Linked DNA regions of Zea mays: region 2 is linked to region 1. A link is a contact called in public Hi-C data. All regions are on one chromosome and are shown on one strand. The core of a region is the stretch at or near the end of the contact, and the rest is flanking DNA. Distances in the headings are between cores, read along the strand shown.

What was found. A called contact is a pair of places that touch in the nucleus more often than the background predicts.
Region 2: a contact with region 1 is called in a Hi-C map of ear, with 2.3 times the contacts expected there. The contact joins the promoter of LOC103627226 here to the promoter of LOC100276565 in region 1. A contact is called at or near these places in 3 of 25 Hi-C or Micro-C datasets (ear, tassel and an unstated tissue).

Annotation. Positions count from the first base shown.
Region 1 is chr5:171,250,705-171,254,509 of Zm-B73-REFERENCE-NAM-5.0, forward strand. LOC100276565 reads left to right here and starts at 1,611. Exons shown (of 2, transcript XM_008683418.3): 1 at 1,611-3,382; 2 at 3,523-3,805. The coding sequence starts at 2,111. The coding sequence ends at 3,292. LOC100193860 reads right to left here and starts at 1,935. Exons shown (of 6, transcript NM_001138940.1): 1 at 1,607-1,935; 2 at 974-1,089; 3 at 559-685. The coding sequence starts at 1,873.
Region 2 is chr5:171,386,787-171,390,591 of Zm-B73-REFERENCE-NAM-5.0, forward strand. It overlaps LOC103627226, which reads right to left and starts at 2,027. Exons shown (of 2, transcript XM_008647517.4): 1 at 1,200-2,027; 2 at 797-1,124. The coding sequence starts at 1,683. The coding sequence ends at 1,030.

The DNA of each region.
Region 1 (3,805 bases), core at 361-2,860:
GTATGGCGAGCCAAGGCATTGGACTGCCGCCTAGATGCATAGGCGAGGTAGGCGAGCAAGGCGCCTAGGCATTGGACCACCGCTTGGGCGCCTAGGCAACGCCTTTAAAACAGTGATTTATGTTTTCAATTTGCTTTCACAGAACTGCAGGCCTATAGGTAGTTTGCGCATATGTCTGAATTCTGATGCCTATGTTCATGTAGCATATTTCATGGCAAAGCTTGTAAAAAATAAACAAAATACAGTAATGTGTGAGCCCCTTGTGCAGATTTTAGGTTCCACAATTTCATACAAGCATGGTATGTTGCTAGGCCAAACTAGAAAGCAAGGGGAAAACTTGAATTGGCTGATGTACAACAATTTAATAGAAAAACTAAATGTCCAATACATACTTTCCACAGATATGACAACATTCCTGTCTCGAGCTCAATCTCTCTTAAAGAGGAAATGGCAATGAACTAGGCAATACAATATACATATAAAATATTCATACCAATGAACTATAGCAGTAAAGTGACTCCATATTTAATTAATTGACAAAGATAGCAAGGTGCTTACCATGAAAAAGCCACCTTGAAATACTGCAAAAGCAACACCAGTTGTAACTGCATTTGCTACTGGATTAGGAGTTCCCATTCCGCTCACTATGGAGAAAAGAGCACCAGAACCGAAAGCAGCTGCCATGCTATACAAACATGACATTATCAAACATAAAGGAACACTCTAATTAATAAACTAGGATTTTTTTAAGCCAAGGATTAACTACAAATAACATATTGAATCAAGATACCATTTTTGCACCAAATACGCAAAAGAAATATAAGAATTACCAGCTTTGATTCAGATATATGAAGGTATTAAGATGTGCACATCTTGACATTAGTGAGATTAAATCAAACACATTGAGTACTTTAGTGAACTGTGAACGCTCCCTGAAATGTATGGAAGATAAAATAAAATTATGAACCCCCACCTGCCCTGGATATCCTCTTTCCCTCGTATCCTTCTCATGACACAAGATATGCCTGCGTTTGCACCGGTCATGACTGCAAAGTTCCGGGCTTGCACCAAAGGTCCACCAGCTAAAGCCTACAAATCACCCTGTTAGCATCGATATGCAAAATAATTGAACAAAAATATCACTATAAGGCACAGGAGTGATGGTTACAGCTTACAAATAAGTGAGCATTTCCTCAAATTTGTTTTGGGAGTAGTTATTGAACACAATGGATGATCCAAATAGTATATTGCTTTATGCAATTCATAGTCAATTGCTAGTTTTCTCTTAACCATATGATTATTGGTTACATTCAATTACATACAATGTTGTCCCAGACTCACACCAGCGATTACCCCATATCTAAACACAGTAAATTGCAGACAGAACTCACCCTATACGAGTCATTGTAATTAATAATAACCTTCATGCTACGATTACCGTCAAATCGTGGAACAGGCTAGAGAAACTAATGGTGAATTGCTTCCTTCCGCGGACAAACACTCTAAATGGATTGGATTAATCATCTGTAATTGCAATTTCGGAGCAAAAGACGAATTTTACACATATAAGCTACGTAAATCACCCAAGACGAGATTGGTTGACAACCTGGGCCTGCTTGAACGACGCCATGGCCTCTGGGTTGGCGTTGGGCGGCGGCTGCGGGATGGGGAACGGCGACCCGCCGTCAGCTGTGAGCGAGCCCATGAGCCCACCCAGAGCCCCGCCCTGCACCGCCCCCACGGCCGTGGTCACCGCGGCCTCGATTTGGATGGGTTGCTTCGCCATCCACGCGCGGAACCCGGCCTCAATCGCCTTCACGCGCCCGCTCCACTCCTCCAGAGGGTTGCTCACGCCGCGTAAACCCCCAGCCATCACCGCCGACGACGGCGAGGTCTTCAACGCCACGGCCGAATCCTCCCCTCGCTTGCCGTCCGCCATATCTCGTGACCTCGCGTTTCTCGCTCTCTCGGCGGCCACGCTTTATTATCCCCTCGGTATCTTCGCTTAACCTCGGCGGGCCTCCTCGTACGGCCGGCCCAACATTTCATTTCATTTCATTAGGCCCAACTAAACGAGCACCTGGGCAGCGCGTCTCGCCGGCGCTTTCCCATGGCGTGGCGATGGCTGCGCTCAGCGACGAGGAGGGGCTGGTGGAACGCGGCGCCGTCAGGGACGCCGTTGTTTGCGGCGGAGCAGCGCGCGACGTTGGTGAACGTGAAGGTGAAGTGGGTCAAGGACCGGGCCCTCGACGCTGCAGTGTCGCGGGAGCGGCACCTCCGCACCGCCCACCACCTGCTCGACCTCGTGTTCTCCCGGCCCGGCCACCGCGTCTCGCGGTCGGACCTCCTCGCTGAAAAGTCCGCTCGAAGGATATGTGGTTCCGCACACTCTTTGCTCGAGTTCCTCAGGAGATACCATACCATGTTCACGTTGTCCCGCGGCGGCGTGTCGCCGACAGACATGGCGTTCGTCCTGCGGCAGCGGGAGGTAGATTGTCTCTTCGCCACCGAGGGCGACCTCGTCGCCCGCCTCCGCCGTCTCCTCATGCTCACTCTCCCCCGTTCGCTCCCGCTCCACACCGTCGACCTTCTCCGCTGGGACCTTGGCCTGCCCAGCGATTACCAGGACTCCATCCTCCCCCGCTACCCTGACCACTTCGCCCTTGAGCAGCCGGAGGGCGACGAGCGCGTCTGGCTCCGCCTCCTCTCCTGGGACGATCTTCTCGCCGTCTCCGAGCTTGAGAAGAGCGCTGACGGAGGCGATACCACCTGCATCCCCTTCCCGGTGAGCTTCACTAGGGGTTATGGTCTGAGAAGCAAGTGCATGTCCTGGCTACGGGAGTGGCAGGCGCTGCCATACACCAGCCCATACGCTGACGCTTCAGGCCTCGACCGCCGCACAGACGTGTCGGAGAAGCGGAATGTGGGAGTGTTCCATGAGCTGCTGCACCTCACTGTGGCGAAGAGAACGGAGCGCCAGAATGTGAGCAATATGAGGAAGCTGCTTGGCATGCCGCAGAAGTTCACCAAGGTGTTCGAACGCCACCCTGGCATTTTTTACCTGTCCAGGGTTTGTGGCACTCAGATGGTTGTTCTTAGAGAAGCTTACGGCGGTGGAAGCCAGCTGCTTGAGAAGCATGCACATCCGCTTGTTGCTATCAGGGAAGAGTACTCCACTTTGTTGAGGGCAGCATTGCCACCAAGGACGAGGGGTAGAGAAAGACATGGTTCTTTTAGCAGGCAGCATGAGGGATGTGTGGTGGGAGGAGATGAATTTGAACTCTCCAAGTGAATGCACTTTAATTTATGTCTATCTGGTGTGCACTGGATATATCATGGATGCTCTGGATCCAAGAGGACAATCTCTAAACGTGTTGAACAGGTGCTCTGCGAATGATTCAGTGGGTATATGTCGTGATTGCTTCATCTGAACTTACATTATTATTCTGTTTGCGATTGCCCACCTTTATGCAGTGTTTATCCTAAGAATGCTGACAAATTTATCATTTCTTGCTTGTGCAGTTTGTGGCCGAGCTTATGTTGTAAACTTGTAATGCATGTTGTTATGGACCAAGAAAAACAGACCTGGGGTTCATTGGATTTTACATTACTTCATTCAATTGACGGCATCTTATGGAAGTTTTCATAATGGTAACCTGGCATCTGTATGCAGAGAATTGGTATTATCTTCCAGAGTTAGAAATCAGATTTGGGGCTTGGAAAAAGGATTTCACTGACGCATTCTGTATGCAGCTCCACTGAATCAAATAAGAAGCAAGGCTTGTTGCTGGCTTGTCTATTTTCG
Region 2 (3,805 bases), core at 777-3,276, 140 kb after region 1:
TTCACGGTGAAGGTATCTTTCTTCCCATCAAGTCATCATAATCCAGATTTTTTCTGGGGTTATCATTGGAGTACACTTGACCATCTGATGCCCGGATTCTCCCTGTTATCCTTTTTTTTTTGAATTGATCATGATATTATATGATAATTGATATGATGTGATATGGCCGTGCAGGCTCGAAAGCAGCGAATGATTTCTGGAGCTTTGACTGACCAAGAAGTGTCCGCACTGCACATCTAGAAGAACTGAAGACGCTTTTTCTCTTGAGACGACGACAAAAAGGGCCGCTGAGCATGAGCATCTGATGGCCGGCATGCTTGCACGCACATCGCATCGCATCCATGGCTGAGACAAGATGGCCGGCGTTCTTTTTTTCTCGAAGCCAGGAGTTGGAATGTGAAACGACGGTACGATAGGAAATTGCATTGCACCACCGCCCAAACATCTTCCATCTTTGGGCGTTTACCTGTTGTTGTACGCATGTTTTGTATATCATGAACAGACTTTGAGTCGGCAACCGGTTGAACAAAAATTCCTTTTTTTTCCTTCTAAACTGTGTATATGTAATATATGAGCATGGTTAGTGGCCGCCAGAGTCCGAGACGTCTCAATGAGTGAGACAGCAACCGAAAGAAAATTGGAAGATGACGTTCGCTCCTACGAAGATAATCTATACAACTTCAATCGTTCTCCCGCTTATTGGTTTGCAACGCCCATACATACAGGTGCAAGAGGCTATCCCAACTGGCCGACTGGGATCAATCGAATAATGCATCAACTTAAATTGAAATACCTGTTTTGAATTTTGGAAAAAAGGATGCAGGAATACCAAGGCATCTACCTGCTCGATCATTAATTCAATAAATTTGGCAAGGTGGTCAAGTACAAATGTATGCACAATCTATGAATCTAGAGAGGGATCGGAGGTCGTAAGACAAGTAGTGTATTCTACAAAGCTACCATGGTGGATTGGTGGTAGCATGTTTGGCCTGTCGGCAGAGGTGGGCGTGGCCTTGCCGGCTTCAGTTGCTAGCTGGACGCGTAGAGCGAGCCGCAACTACTGCTGCGGTAGAGGAAGAAGCTCCTGCTCCCAAGCTCCATGATCTTCTCCCCGGGGTCCAAGCCTGTTTGTTTAGAAAACAGCGGCGTCAATAGAGAGTAATGGAGAGTAATGAGGCGTCGGCGTCAGCGTCACGTACTTTCCAAGCTGAACTGGGAGTAATGGAGCCCGAACGCCGAGGGGTCGGCGGACGGCAGCGGCGGCCGCCGTCCTTCCTTGACGTAGAGCTCCACCGCGGCCGCGACCAGGTCCGCGACGCGCCACTCGGCCCTCGCCATCACGTGCAGCGGCCACATGCTCCGATGCACGGCGACGGTCACCAGCGCCTTGCTCGGCGCCGCCCTCCTGCCCCACGGGACGGCGGCGGCAGTAGCGTTGCCGCCGTGGACGCCCGCTCGCCGGAAGCCCCGCTCCCTGACGCCGGCCAGCAGGTCCGGATGCGTCCGGGGCTTCTGTCTCATCAGGTGGTCTCGCTGCTGCTCCTTCTCAGGCGTGCAGCGCGCGTGGAACGACGCCCGCCGCTGCACGAGCGGCTCCCGCGGTGCCGGCGCCCCCGCCGCCTTCTCCGCGTGTCTCTGCCTCGGCCAGGCCTTTTGATCAGCCGGCGGCGCGTGAGGAGGCATCTTTGAGCAGAATAACGACAGGGCAGCAGTAGCTCACGTCCGATTTTACAAGCTTCACCTCACTGGACAAGACAAGAAGAGGAAGATTTGCCGGAGCGAGAGCTCATATATGCACAAGCGCCCGCTCATTCGGTGGGCGCCACTGGGGGCTCGCCGATTTGGTTTTAGATTCTTCGCAGGAGAGCTTTCGACTGGTGCGGTGACAGGTGTGAGGCGTGCCGCACCGGCGGTTGCTGATTCATATAGCCGGTTGCTCCGTAGTCCGAGTCCGACATGGCGGTCATGGACGGTTGAAAAATAAACTTGGAGCGTTAAGCTTAGGGAGTGTTTTAATGTACTAGAATTAATATGTAAATACTAATTTGTTGTTTACTTTCGTATGGTACTCAGATTAACAAATTAGTCTTTACACATTTAGCCTTAGATGTTAAGTTTGTTACTTAGTTTGTTATATTACTCACATTAGAAAATTAGCTTTTATTTCCTCTGTTTTTTTATTTATCGTGGTTTAGTTTAAAAATAAATTAGCGGACCAACAATATTCGAGAACGGATTTAGTAAAATTTGGTTATATGACTGTAATTTACTTTTTAAGCAAAGAAACATACCTTGAAATGTTGTCAAGCTTTACAGTACTAGAGCAAGATTGTGTTCTTATGTGTTACGTGAGTTTATTCGTTTTTTTGGTCAAGTACACGCTATGATAGGGGTTGTAAAGGTCCTAATAATTGACATTGGAGCTATGCTGTCAAAAATGTTCGAGACAAGTCCTAATAATTGACATTGGTACATGGTGATTTGTATGTCCAATTATGGCGACTAAGGGCCTGTTTGTTTACCCCCAATGGATTATATAATCTGGATTATTTTTGGAAGATTATATAATCTGGATTATATAATCTGGATTATATAATCTGAGTAGTCATGTTTGTTTACCCAGATTATCTGGTGTGTTTCTGTTGGGCGGCGGGCTTCTCCGATCCGATAGGCGCAAAAACGATTCGGTAGATTATAATGGCAATGGTGGGTAATTTCTAGGAAACTTGAAAGGGTAGTGGGGAAGTGGGAAAAAATAATCTGAAATAAGCACCTCCTCACTTGCTTATGGATTATCATAATCCAAGGGGTTAGATTATATAATCTGGGCAAATAAGCTAGACTGTTTGTTTGCCTCTTAGGATTATTTAATCCAGATTATATAATCTGGGGGGTAAACAAACAGGCCCTAAAGTAGGAGGAAATAAGTACTTCCTGCTGCGGGTGGACAACCTGAACCGGTATATGTGGGTAGCTGTGATTAGGGCTGGGTATTCGGTCTATTAGGTCCCGTTTGTTTCGTTGGAATTCAATTCCATTTTAATAATTATAAGTTAGACAAAACTAATTAAATTCATATATTTACAAATGTAATATATTTGTATATTATCCTAAATCATATGAGAGAGATAGTTATATACTACATTTATGTTATAGCGAAGCAAGTAGAAGAGTGTGTTATAAGTTGTACATCGGAAAAATAGTATGTAAATATATAGAATCTATTTTCATTTCTCACCACATGAATTTGAGATAGGTTTATATGATAACTTTGGAAAGTGGTGGAATGTCACATTCTAAAAAAATAGCCCATTCCATTAGTAAGATTTCAATTCCTCAAAATGAAAGGAAACAAACGGGACCTTAGGGTAATTCGATTCGGTCTATTCGGGGTTTTGAAATTTCGGGTTATGAAACATGAAAACCGAAATTTCTAAAATAATTTTAGGAACCGAATCCGAATAGACCCACAATTTCGGTTCGGTTTATTCGGTCCACCGAATAGACTCAAATAGTAGAGAAACCATTATCTTTTGTTAAAATATATACAAATAATAATTAATTGGAAGTACTATTTTTACAACAAGTGACTATAAAAAATAACATAATGATATATATATACTATCGTTAAGATGATATCATAATTTTTAGCTAATAAACTCATAAATCATATAATAATATCATCATATATTAAGAGCTTTTTTCTATTTCGGGTTATTCGGTCTATTTGGGTTTTAAAGGTTAGGAACCGAACCCGAACCCATAACCAGAAATATAGCATATATAGGAACCGAACCCGAAAACC